Regions from separate parts of the Sus scrofa genome. Here region 1 is linked to region 2. Evidence: chromatin contacts called from public Hi-C data. All regions are on one chromosome and are shown on one strand. The core of a region is the stretch at or near the end of the contact, and the rest is flanking DNA. Distances in the headings are between cores, read along the strand shown. Region 1 overlaps RREB1 (ras-responsive element-binding protein 1). Region 2 has its middle 27 kb from the start of RREB1.

Region 1 (6,633 bases), core at 3,401-5,900, 100 kb after region 2:
TTAGGGTCTGCTTATCAATGTCTGGCAAAAAAGGGCAGCTGGGGTAATGACAGGGTTCCTAAAAGGCGGGGGCAGGTTGGGGAGCACCGTCCTAACAGGACTGCAGCTTTGGCATAGGGTACTTTCCGCTTATTGAGGTCTTAATGAATTTCTTTCGAGTATCATTTTATTGTTTTTAGAGTGCAAGTTTTGTATTTATTTTGTTCTTTTTGGTGGTATTGTAAATGGAATTGTTCTCTAATTTCATTTTCTGACTGTTCATTGCTAATAAAGAAGATAAGAGTTCCCTTTGTGGCACAGCAGAAGCAAATCCAACTAGTATCCATGAGGATGTGGGTTCGATCCCTGGCCTCGTGTAGTGGGTTAAGGATCCGGCGTTGCTGTGAGCTGTGGTGTAGGTCACAGACGTGGCCCATATCCTGCTGTGGTGTAGGCTGGCAGCTGTAGCTCCGATTCAACCCCTAGCCTGGGAACTTCCGTATATCGCAGGACCAGCCCTAAAAAGCAAAAAAAAAAAAAAAAAAAAAAAGAAGAAGAAGGAAGAAAGGAAGGAAAGAAAAAATAATTCAAATTTTGTATTGATTTTGTTTCCTACAATTCTTCTCATCTCATTCATTCATTCTAATAGTTATTTGATGGCTTCCTTAATATTTCCTAAATTTAAGACCATGTCATTTGCAAATAGTGATAGTTTTCCTTTTTCTTATAAAACTGATCTGGATGCATTTTATTTTTCTTGCCTGCTGACCCTGCAAGCCCCTCCAGTACGATGCTAAATGGAAGTGAATGAAGCCAACGGACGGCCTTGTCTTATCTCTGATCTTGCGGAGAAAGCTGCCAGCCTCTCCCTGTTCAATATGTTATTAGTTGAAGGTTTTTCATAAATGCCCTTTGTCAGTTTGAAGAAGTTCCCTTCTATTCCCGGTTCGCTGGCTGTTTTTCTCATGACAAGGTGTTGGATTTTGTCAGAGGCTTTTCCTGCATCTATCAAGATGGTCAGGGGGGGTTTTGTCCTTTACTCTGTTTTGGATGGTAAACTAACCTTATTCCTGAGATAAATCCCACTTGGTCACAATGGATAATCATTTTCTCCTATGTCGATGGATTGAGTTTGCTGGTATCTTGTTAAAGATTGTTGCCTACATTCATAGTCTGTAGTTTTTGTGTTGTCCTTGCTGGCTTTTATATCAGGGTAATACTAGCGTCAGAGAGTGAATGGGGAAATACCTCCCGCCTCCCCGTTTTTTAGAAAAGATTGTGAAGAGCTCTTTTTAAGTGTGTGGTAGAATTCCCCAGTGAGGCCATCTGGGCTGTTCTTTCTGAGAAGTTTTGAAATTATTATTAATTCAGTGTCTTTCCTTATGGTAGGTGTGCTCAGATTTTTTTTTTTTTTTTTTTTTTTTTTTTTTTTTGTCTTTTTGCTATTTCTTGGGCCGCTCCCGCGGCATATGGAGGTTCCCAGGCTAGGGGTCCAGTCGGAGCTGTAGCCATCGGCCTACACCAGAGCCACAGCAACGAGGGATCCGAGCTGCGTCTGCAACCTACACCACAGCTCACGGCAACGCCGGATCCTTAACCCAAGGAGCGAGGCCAGAGATTGAACCCAAAACCTCATGGTTCCTAGTCGGATTGGTTAACCACTGCGCCATGACGGGAACTCCCTCATATTTTTTTTCTTCTTGAGTCATTTTCAGTAGCTTATGTCTTTTCCAGAAATTTAGCCATTTTGTCTTAAGTTATATAATTGGTTGGCATAGGTGGTTCATAGTGTCCCTTATAATCCTATTTATTATGTATGGTCAGGAATAATGTCTCCTCGTGCATTCCTGATTTTAATAATTTGAGTCTCCTCAGTGTTATTCCTTACTCAGTCTAGCTAGACATTTAGTCAGTTTTATTGTTTTTTTTTTCAAAGAACTTTTCGATTGTGATATTCCTCTGCTCCTTTTCTTCTCCGCTTCATGAGTTTTCCACTCTAAACACAATTATTTCCCTTCTTCTGCTTACTTTAAGTTTAGTTTGTGCTCCTCTTTCCAGTGTTTTAAGGTAGAAGATTAGACTGTTTAATTGAGAACTTTTTTGATACCGGCATTTATAGCTGTATGTTTCCCTTTAAGCATTGCTTTCATCCCATCCCATAAATTTGTGTACGTTGTGTTTTCTTTTTTATTCATCTCGAAGTAGTTTCTAATTTCTCTGTGATTTCTTCTTTGGTTATTTAGGAATATGTTCAACTTCCACATATTTGCAAGTTGCCAAACTTTTTGCTATTATTAACTTCTGATTTGATTCCACTGTAGTTGGAGGACGTACTTTCTATGATTTCCGTTCTTTTAAATTCATTGAGGCTGGTTTTATGGCCTAGCATGTGGTCTGAACTAGAGAATGTCCCATGTCTGTTTGAGAAAAATGTACATACTGTTTTTGTTGTGTGGAGTGTACCCTTGATGTACTGTCACTTCAGCTGATTTACATATTGTTCAAGTCTTCTGTTTCCTCATCGATCTGCATTGATCTTTGTGTGTTCTACCTGTAAGGTTTATTCAGTTATCATCCCTTTTCACAGAAGAGGAAACTTGCTTAGGATCAAAGTCGGTGCCGAGGTTTGAACTTAAGCTTAGAGGCCATGAAAAATAATTGATGTAGCTTTTTGTCACTTTGCATATTAGAAAAAAGCACTCTTTCAGCTCTGCCGTCTTTCGAAACAGTTGCGTGTCACTGTAGAGTGTGATGTTCACAGGTAGCCGTTCTCAGCCGCGCTGCCCGTGGGTCTGCTGAGTGTGGTCATGGATAAACAGAAATGACCTTGAATTTTTTATAGCACAACTCTTGATAGTACCCTAAGATATGTTTCTCATTTATGAACAGTGCATATTGGAGTTTTTGGTAAATTGCTGTTGACAAGTTTGTTTTTTAAGGGCCGCACCTGAAGCCCTTAAAGTTCCTAGGCTAGGGGTCAAATTGGAGCTGCAGCTGCCAGCCTACATACACTGTAGCTTGCAGCACCACATACTTAACCAACCCACTGAGTGAGGCCAGGGATCGAACCCACGTCCTCGTGCCCTCACACATACTGGTTGGGTTCTAAACCTGCTGAGCCACAATGGGAGCTCCTACAAGTATTGTTAAAGCAGGCCTTAGGGTGTTCATTTGTGCTAATTTTGGATTTTGTGCTGATTTCATTTATTGTGAGTCATCTTGATTTGAAGGAGGGGGCTAATCGTTGGGGGGCCGAGTTCTAGTCCCAGTTCTGTAGAACTTTTCGGAAATCTCCAGTTTTCTCTGCTTTACCAACAGGGCATAGCAAAACCTCATTCAGAACTTGTGCTCAAACGCAGTGAGTGTTTGTGGGAGCATTTTGAAGGCTTGTAGGGTACCATGGAAGTGTGCTGGGTCGGGGGTCTTTCTGAGTTGGTGCTTTCAGAGCTGAAGGCACCCCTGTGATCACCTTCGAGAGGTGAGCACTCCGAGCTGTGTGACCCTGGCAGGTTCATTGACCTCCCTGTGTCTTGGTCACTTCATCTGTAGAAGGCGGTGCTACTGTGCCAATTGGAACATTGCAGGGGATTCATGATTTAACACATGCCAAGCACATAAGATAATGGTTAGTTAACTAGGACTTAGAAATAAATTTAAATAAATGGTCATTAATGTCGTTGTTCTTTGTGCCACTGAGGGAAGGTGTAACGGCTGAACAGTCATATAATGCCAGAAAATGAATGAAGAAGTTATTTTTCCCTTTGTTCTTTCCTAGATTAAACTGGTAATTTAAACATCAAAACTTTATTTAGAATATTTGAGTTGATCACACTGCCTTTATTTCATCTTCTCTGTAGAAAATCGCAAACAATGCGTTAAAAGAGCACTTGGTTTTCAGTCCTCAGTCGCAATCAGCACCACCTTCCCTTGTTGGTGAAACTGTGCTTTTGGAAAGAAATGTGTATAAAAATGTGAAAACACTTACAAAAATGTGCCAGAGAGAGTAGAGTTAGATTTATTTGTCCTGGTGGATCTGTTCCAGAATCTGATACTCCAGTGGTGAGCTGTGATCTCTCCTGAGCAAATACCTGTGTTACATTAATCAGGGGCCAGAGCCCCGCTGGGATGTGTGTGCAGGAATTAAAAAGAAGAGTGAGGGCCCGAGTCTGGAGTAGCTGCATCCTTGTTTGATTTTTCTAGGCGTGAAAGGAAGTCAGTGGACTGTGTGTTTGCTGCTCAAAACCAAGAAGTTCTGTGTCTCATTTTCCTTCTGCTGCTGCTGCTGCTGCTTTCAAGATCTGTGGCAGCAGCTGGGACTCTTGAGCCGGGAGCCGATGGCCAGGGCTGGGCACCTACCCCTAGGGCCCTGTTCTGCCTTCACTGTCACCTGCCCTGGGCCCCCTTACCTGTGACAGGACTCTGTGCTGAGTGTCAGTCCCTCCCCTCAGGGCTGCAGGACCCCTCTGTGATGTGAGTCCCTGTAGTGTGGACTTGTAGGTCGGGTTCTCCGAGGCCTAATCGCACAAGGCTGGTCCAGTGCCCCTGCCCTCAGCCCCCGGCTCACCCCGTTCTCAAGGTCATCTACACGAGCCCAAGTGCCGTGTGCCTGCGTATGTGTGCACGCACTCAAGTTTCCTGGCTGAGCCCCGCCTTGCCCGTGTTTACTGCCCAGCGGCGTGCTGGAGGAGGCAGATCTGGACTCCACCCCAGATTTTGGTTGCTTTAACCCCTAGAGGGCTTCACTATGCATCTCACAGTGTGGACCTCGAGAGCTGCATCCTTCTCCATTTCCAGTTATTCCTAGCTGATGAGGAGATACTCGTTGCAGCTACCCACTTTATAAAGCAACTCTCTCTCCTTTGGCCACGAGTCATTTTATGAGAGTTCATTTGTTGTCTTTGTTTATGAGGCTAATCAGTCCTTCTGTAGTGTTTCCTTCACTGTCGTTTTATGAGAGGACCGTCAACCAGTAGAACCGTCATATTTATTTAAAAAAAAAACATTTCACAGAATCAGGTAGCAGATCAAATTACGTGTGGTCACGTTGATAGTTGCAGTGTAGCATTAATAAGCCCATTACCTACACTGCACACAGAGTTTAAAACTTCGTTCGAAGGCAAGTGTGGGGAGTTGCCATCCTGGCTCAGCGATGAACGAAACCTGACTAGGATCCATGGGTACATGGACTCCATCCCTGGCCTCGCTCAGTGGGTTAGGGATCCGGCGTTGCCATGAGCCGTTGTGTAGGTTTTAGGCAAGGCTTGGATCCCAAGTTACTGTGGCTTTGGTGTAGGCCAGCAGCTACGGCTCCAGTTTGACCCCTAGCCCTGGAACTTCCACATGCCACACGTGCAGGCCTAAGAAGACAAAAATAAATAAATGAATAAATACATGCAAGCAAGTGTAAAGTGTAACAGAATCACTTTGTTGTGCAGCAGAAATTATCACCACTTTGTAAATCAGTAAATAAAATGCCACCAAAACTTTACAAATGTAAAAAAATAAAAAGGAATTGTATATTTGGTAAATAGGGAGACTTAGAGTGATGCCAGTTCCAGCTTATTTTGAAAAAGTTTGGAGGAGAGACCGTCTCAATTTAGTATCATATCCGGTATAGTTTTTCAAGTTGCCACATCCCTGTCTGCAGATTCTCATGTTTTTGAGGTTTGAAAATCCTTTATCCCAAACCTTTCTAAATAGCCTAGTTCCTGAGCAGAATAATAGGCTGCCATCACAGTGCAAAACACGTATCATGGAAACATCCCCGTGGCTCCGGCTTTTAACTTCCCAGAACTCCTTATCAGTCTGCTCCCATGTTGAAAGTTTGGATTGAGCCGTGCTTGTCTTCCAAAACAAACCTGGGAAACTGAGCCAGGGCCCGCCCTCTGGGAGCGTGCAGTGTAGGAAAAAGGGCACTGAGCTTTGCAGTTTGCACAACTTTCCAGAAAGTGCCAGACGGCAGAGCTGTGAAGAAGTGATGATACTTGAAAGGATTGAAAGGGATCTCATTTGGAAAGAATCCAATCTCTGAAATGGGTCTTTTTCTTTGGAAAATCGTAATTATAAAATAGGGAATTAACATCCATTTTGCTCCTCATCTTAGGAACTGTGGACTTTGGAGCTGTGCAGGGGGTCGTGGGGCGCATATCATGTTAGGGACACGCAGGAGAGAGACCCTGGCAGGAGCCAGAGCAGGCTTTTCTAACTCACTCCTCCATCCTCGGAAGAGGTCCCCTCGGGCGCCGGCACACCCTCCAGAGAGCAGGGGTGTGTAACCGTCCAGGTGTGGGTGTCAGAGGTGCAGGGGAGGCAGGGGGTTCCTGCTTGTCTTGCTCCCCCCGCAGTGGGCCTGCCTTTATCTGCCCCCGAGCACAGCAGGTGCAGGCCCTGCGGATGCCGCCGGAGAGTGGGCAGTCTTCAGGAGCAGAGGCTTATGTGCTCCTGTTATGCGGGAAGAAAGCATGCGCTGCTCAGAAATGTGACCTGCTCCGTGACAGACGAGACCACAGAGGCTCTGAATTTAGCACACAACTCTCAGATGCTTAGACGCAGCCAGCCCTTGGCGTGTACTGCCGAACTTGGGCATCTGAACAGGTGGCCAGCATTAAAGGGCTGAAGGAGCAGAGGTAGGGCAGTGTCACTTCTTTACCCTCC
Region 2 (6,801 bases), core at 4,253-6,752:
TGAAAAAGTCCTCAGAATCTCAACTCTAAAATGATTCATACGGTGAGGCTTTTTCTTTTTTTTTTTTTTTTTTGAGGCTTTCTTTTTAAAGGCAGACGTAGCTTCCTTATGATGTATTATCTAGGCCAGTGATAAGATTATTTTGTTTCTAAATGTATGATGGTGGATGATGCGGGGACTGAAGTCACATCAGGCCTGCAGGGGAGCCCCATCTGGCTCTCAGGGCTCTTCCTTTTGCTGAGACGCGTTTGCCGTGGAGAAGGAGAAAACCTCAGCAAAAGATAATCAGAGGAAGAGGTGCGTTGGCTCGTTAACATCTTTGTTACTTTGTTCCTTTTTAATCTCCTCGGCCAGGCCTCCGTCGCCCAGGTGTGGGGTGTAACTTAGACGCTCTCTGACCCAGTGTCCTTGGAGGGTGGCCACGTGCGGGCCAGCGATCTGATGCTTGCTGAGCCGTCCTGCTTCAGCTTCTGCTTTCCTCCCCGTGAATTTGGTCACCTTGGCATTGCCTTCACACTGAGAGAGACAGAAGAGTCCCATGGCCGTTTTCTTTTTCTTTGGGCCGTTTTGTGGACGTGTGAAATGTACAAAGCGTGGTACCCGTCGGAGCTCCATAGGCGTCAAGCATCGGTGGCAGCTCAGGTCACTGCGGAGATGTACGTTGGATCCCTGGCCTGGCGCCCTGGGTTAAAGGATGCAGTGTTGCCCAAAGCTGTGGTGTAGGTCGCAGCTATGGCCGGACTCAATCCCTGGCCTGGGAACTTCCACATGCCGTGGGTGCGGCCATGAAATTAAAGAAAGGAGAAAAGCACACACAGTGTAAACGGACAGCTCCTTGCATCTGCGCTAGATGAGTGCCCCCGTTCCCCCAGCCCCCCGGCCGCAAGAGCTCCGAGTCCCACAGGCCTGGCTTTGTGGTCTGGTGTTGCCGCTTCCCGTGTGTGTCACCGTGGGCAGCTTACTGAACCTTTTCTGCATCGCAGTTGTCTCACCTGGCGATAGCATCTCATAGGTGCTGGTGGAGCGTCACTATAACATACAGAATTTGCCAGAGTTCTTCCTTTCCTCGGGTCCCAGGAGGACCTCTGCAAGCCAACATCCTCTAAGTGGGTTAGGCAGGTGGTAGCTGGAAGTGTGTGATAGGAAGTAACTGCTCACGTGTATCTGGAAACATGAATGATATGGACCCTAGGAAACAGATGCCTGCCCCGGCCCAGTCTCTCAAAGGGCTCATCAGAGAGACTTGATTGGCAGTAGATTAAAGTGGCACCATATCTACGTATTCATATATACCCTGGGATATATGTGAATCATAGAAATACACATAGTACAACAGTAATTAAAATAAGTAAGAGTGGAGTTCCCGTCGTGGCTCAGTGGAAACGAATCTGAGTCAGGTTCGATCCCTGGCCTCGCTCAGAGCTGTGAGCTGCGGTGTAGGTCACCAGCTTGGCTCGGTTCTGGCATTGCTGTGGCTTGCGGTGTAGGCCAGTGGCTATAGCTCCGATTCCACTCCTAGCTTGGGACCCTCCATATGCTGTGGCCCTAAAAAGACAAAAAAAAGGTTGAGTTCTCTTGTGGAGCAGTGGGTTAAGGATCCGGTGTTGTCACTGCTGTGGCTCAGGTTGCTGCTGTGGCGTGGGTTCGATTCCTGGTCCAGAAACTTGCACATGCCACTGGTGTGGTCAAAATAAAAAAGAAATACACTAATTAATTTAAATAAATGAGGTGAATTAAGGCTAAAGCAGATGTGTAAGCAAAGCTGGGGGTGAGGCTGACACACAAGATGACACCATGGGAGTTCCCATCGTGGCTCAGTGGTTAACGAATCTGACTGGGAACCATGAGGTTGTGGGTTCAATCTCTGGCCTCGCTCAGTGGGTTAAGGATCTGGCATTGTCGTGAGCTTAGTGGTGTAGGCTGGCGGCTACAGCTCTGATTAGACCCCTAGCCTGGGACCTCCATTTGCCACAGGAGCGGCCCTAGAAAAGGCAAAAAACAAAACAAAAAAACCCCAAAACCAACCCCCCCAAAACCCCCAAATTAAAATGACACCATGAAATCCAGACCATCTGCCTGTTGTGGGTGCGGAGCTGGCTTTGGGCATCTGGCACTCCAAGCAAATGGAGAGATGATTGGTAATAAGACTCAGGCTCTAGTGATAGGACAACAAACCCGCTGTGCAAGAGAAACACGGTTTTTTTCCTTGGCGCCAAGACTTGCCTTCTGTGGGTCCTCACAAGGAGAACTGGATGTCGGGTGGTGGGAGTCCCTGCAATTGATCAGATCATCTGCTTTTAATGCTGTGCCTCGGGCTCTGCCTCTCCGTAGCCAAGTGGCAAACAGCCACTGCCTAATTTCGTAAAAAGCATTTTATAACTGACCATAAACTGATGAAATTCTATTCTCCAGTTAGTTTCAGTGATACAAGGAAAGTGAATACAGGCCAGACACATGTCACAGATAAATCCAGTTGTGAAGTTTCTAAGTGTATCAGGCAGTAGCAACAGCATGGTAGGTGGAAATATGCTGTTTCAGCTGCATGGGGAAAGGAGAATTTTCCACTGCTCTCCTAACGAAGGCGCTGAGGAGGAAGCATGATTTTTAGGATGTGCTTGGGCAGAGGGCTTAGGATAAACTGAAGTGAAGTGGGCTTTCTCAGTGTGGCCACGGTCCAGAGAGTACAGGCCCAGGCCTGTGGGACTTGACTTTGGGGAGAGGAAAAATATGGTTCATTGAAAAATTATCGTCAAGGGCTCCTCTTTGTGGGAATTCCTGTCATGGCTCAGCAGTTAACTAACCTGACTAGGATCCACGAAGACGCAGGTTCGATCCCTGGCCTCGCTCAGTGGGTTAAGGATCCAGCATTGCTGTGAGCTGTGGTGTAGGTCGCAGATGTGGCTTGGATCCTGACTTGCTGTGGCTCTGGCGGAGTTTGGTGGCTACAGCTCTGATTGGACCCATAGCCTGGGAACCTCCATATGCTGTGGGTGTGGCCCTAAAAGACCAAAAAAAAAAAAAAAGTTCCTCTTGTGGCTCAGCGGGTTAAGAACCCAACATAGTCTCCATGAGGATGCGGGTTCGATCTCTGGCCTTGCTCAGTGGGTTAACAATCTGGCACTGCCTTGAGATATGGCTCAGATTTAATCCCTGGCCTGGGAACATCCATATGCTGTGGGTACAGACATAAAGAGAAAGTACGATTCAATTTCTATCTTTAAAAAAAATTCGATTTATTTATTTTTATGGCTGCACCCAAAGCATGTGAAAGTTCCTGAGCCAGGGAACAAACCTGAGCCACAGCAGTGACCATGCTGGATCCTTAACCCCCTGAGCCACCAGGGAACTCCTGGTCTTCCTCTGTGAAGGAAACAACAGTTTGCCCCTCTCTCCACCTCCACGGTGGAGGGAGGGCCCTGCCTTCCCCCCTGATTGCGGTGTGTCTTGGACCATGTTCTAGCACAGGCCAGTGAGCACTGGCGAGGAGGCCTTTGCATCCAGGCCGGGCACTTCCATTGCAGGAGCAGCCAGGCGAATCCGGCTAACATGACCTACAGTGGCGTTTCGGACAGTAGGGAACCTGCTAACCAGGAGAGCCCGCCCAGAGGGTGCTAACAAGGCTGATATAACCAGGGCGAGGCTGTTTCCTTGTACCGTCCTTCTGCCACAGCCAGCTAAGATGTCCCATCACTTCTTTCTTTGACAGGACAGATTATTGCTAAGCGTCTCCTAGAGGTGACCATTCAGAGTTGGCATATCATTTAATTTGGACCCTGACAGTGTGGTAGGCCTCATCTAGGGGCACCTTTGGAGTTAAAGCCCGTTTCGGCCACTGGGGTTCTTGGGCAGGTGCCACAGTAAGTATTTCTGATCCCTGAGGCGCCTCCTCTGAGCTGTGTGATCAGCTCCCCTCCCCCTTCCACCCTCCCCGAGAACCTTCCACATCGGCTGCCAGAAAGACTTGTGACCTGTGGGCACAGCCCAGCGTAGTGACTGCTTTGTGTATCAGCCCATCCAGAAAGCAGTCTAGAAACTGTGCACGAGTCTGGAATCTTTCCGAAGCCTCGGGAACAGGGACTAAGTCTCTTCTAAGTGGGGAAGCACACGTGCACACGCGGCCACAGAGAGTCGTCACTTCAGGATGGAATCGGGGCCTCTGCTGGCCAGATTTCTGAGTTGCATACTGTGCTCATCGTTCTATAATTTGAAACCCCCATCATCATCGGGCACCTGAGGACGTGTTCAGAGGTAGCTGGTCACGGGCGCCTGTGCATGGGGAACAGCCACTGATCCGATGTCTGAATTCAAAATGTGCCTCTGGACCACTTTCCCCTGGAAGGTTTCTTCCCCTGAAAAATGACTTGCTATAATTAGCGCCCCCCCCCCAAGCCGGCTTGCTGTGCCCGGGCTCTTTCGCCTTCTCACATTCCTGCCTGCCCCGCTCCCCAGCGATGCAAAGCTGCGGCCCTCTTGGCCTCCATCTCCTGGCCTGCTTATCAGCTGTCCTTAACCTTTGTCCTGTTAGCTTGGTGGCGCTTTGGTGCACTCCGGTGCAGCAGGGAAACAGTACCTCTGTGCTCAGGACAGCGTCCTCTTTCATCCAGCCGCTCTCCTAACCACGGCTAACTCTCGCCCCTGCGGTTACATCGGGGGCCCGTCTCCACTTTCTCGACCCAGGTGTCTTCGTTTGCCTTTGGGAAAGAAAGAAGGGCCATTTCAGTCAGGGCTTCACAGCTGGGTGTGTTTTCAGCTAGCATCTTGGAAGATGGGCTGCCAGCATCTTTCTGCCACCTGGCCTTTCTAGCCCTCTCACTTCCTGTCCTCATGGCATTCAGCAGACCCGGGCAGTTCGGCGAGCAAGTTCCTTTTGTTGGTCTGCTTTAACGTCAGCGCCTTTAAAGAGAGTCTGAATCCTTATTTCAAGTAGGGGCCCAGCTGTTGGAGGGACCCCGCTGGTGTTAACAGAGGTGCTCAAATGAGAACTGGGGGGATTCAACCTTTTGCAAAATGGGAGCATACATCCGCCTCCACCCGCCGACCCCGTGGCTCAGGATTGAGTCAGGGCTCTTGGGACACATTAACTTTCTTTTGTATCCAGCTTAACCATCCAGACCTGTTTCCAGCACAGATTTTTGTGGCTCTGACACCCCTACCTACCCTCAGCATTCAGAAAGCTAAGAAGAGCCTGCCTGTGGGGGTGTCCTCAGCTGCTTAGAACATGGTAGGGCAGGACCAGCCAGGCATCCAGCAACTCGAGTTCCCGGAAAGCTTAGAGAGGCGGGAGGTGGAAGGGAGGCAGGGGGAGACTTGGGGAAGCGTCTGTGCCTGTTTGCACCCCAGCCTGCTGGCCACTGAAGTGCCATCTCCTCTTCCCCCGACTTCTGTTATCTAGGGACGGGCTGTCACCAGACCCCCAGGGAGCCTGGCGTGGGGGGGGCGCCTCCGGGAACCTGCAGCCTGGCCCCGCCTCCTGATGGCCCCGCCTCCTGATGACGCAGCAGCCCCTGGAGGTGCTCGCACAGCCACGTGGCCTTGCCAAGGGCTTTCTGGCTGCTGTGAGCACCTTGTCAAGGGCTTTCCGACTGCTGTGACCTTTCAGGTTTCAAGCAGGGAGATTTCTCAGCCCTGGGAGCCGGGGGGCGGGGCGGGGGGGGGGGGGCCTGAGGACAAGTCCCAGCTTCATGCAGCTTTGGATGTTCAGCGGTCACATCTCTCTGACCCCAGCCGCCTCCAACGCAGGAGGACTGTGAGTTAGGTGCGCCCATGCGTGTAGCAGAGCCATCAGTCCCCGCAAGCATTTGAAACCATCTCTGCAGGCCTCCTCTTTCGAGGCCGCAGCACCTGCCAGGATTAGCACCTGAGCCGCAGTCCCATAACTACCAGCGCCTCTCCAACCCTGACCTGGTTTTGAGACATTGTCATTTGTAGACCCCGTTATACCCAACTGTGACCGAACTTGCTGGAACAACTCAGCAGTTCCCAGCACAGCCCGGCCTTTCCCAGCCTCCACCTTGAACCTGCTTCTCTTCTGCCACACGGTCTGAGAGTTAAAAACTCATCAATGAATCTTTCACTTTCAGTGTGCGCTTCCTGAATGAGTCGTAACTTCGATTTTTTTCTTTTTCCCTAACTTTGCTCTCTGATCTCAAGGGCCACATCTGACAGAATGCTCTTTTTTTTGGTTTTGTTTTTTTTTTTAGGGTTGTTTTTTTTTTTAAAGGGTGGGTGTTTTTTGTTTTTTTTAACATCTCTTTATTAATCAAAATGACTTCGGTTTGAAGGAAGCACCTTACACAGAACTCATTTAGAAGATTAGAGCTGTTTGTGAGAACGTGAATGTAGCTGATTATCCTTTTTATATGTAAAAAAACTGGCAAGCCGTTTAAACCTTTTTCCTCCTGGTAACTTAGAAAAAAAATCAGCCAAGGTACTTGAATTTTGTCACCTTTCTTTTTCCCTCCTTGTGCCAGGATAAAGATGTCGTAGAAACTTTGGGGTGCCACCCTCCTGCTCCACGCTTTTGGTAGGAGAATAAGTGGCTTTTTCCTTGAGAGGAGGGTTGTGCAGCCTGTGTCTGAGCTATTCTCTTGCAAATCCCTGGGGGTACTTAGTGGCAAAGTCTGACTAGCCACGCTCCTTGATTTCCTTTGAACAAGGGGAGTGACTTGCTCTTTTTCTGCCCAGCCCTCACGCTGAAAAAATCCGGTAGGTGGCCAGAGAGTCTTTAGAAGACTAAAGACAGCTTCCGAGAGCCACTGGACCAGGTTTTAAAAAGAAAAGTGTGCTTGGATCTTTGTCCCA

What was found. A called contact is a pair of places that touch in the nucleus more often than the background predicts.
Region 1: a contact with region 2 is called in a Hi-C map of liver, with 1.5 times the contacts expected there. The contact joins two enhancer-like sites. A contact is called at or near these places in 2 of 47 Hi-C or Micro-C datasets (liver and psoas muscle) and 2 of 2 datasets of contacts at active chromatin or transcription factors (alveolar macrophages and skeletal muscle).

Annotation. Positions count from the first base shown.
Region 1 is chr7:4,587,846-4,594,478 of Sscrofa11.1, forward strand. The region is part of intron 6 of RREB1 (ras-responsive element-binding protein 1); the gene reads left to right. Among named protein-coding and RNA genes, the nearest start is that of RREB1, 79 kb to the left of the region's middle. Within about 2 kb of position 4,651, at least 17 of the 83 cell types and tissues checked have an H3K27ac peak or open chromatin away from gene starts, as enhancers often do. A contact at or near this core is called in liver and skeletal muscle, where this site is marked.
Region 2 is chr7:4,482,334-4,489,134 of Sscrofa11.1, forward strand. No RefSeq gene overlaps it. Among named protein-coding and RNA genes, the nearest start is that of RREB1, 27 kb to the right of the region's middle. Within about 2 kb of position 5,503, at least 26 of the 83 cell types and tissues checked have an H3K27ac peak or open chromatin away from gene starts, as enhancers often do. A contact at or near this core is called in liver and skeletal muscle, where this site is marked.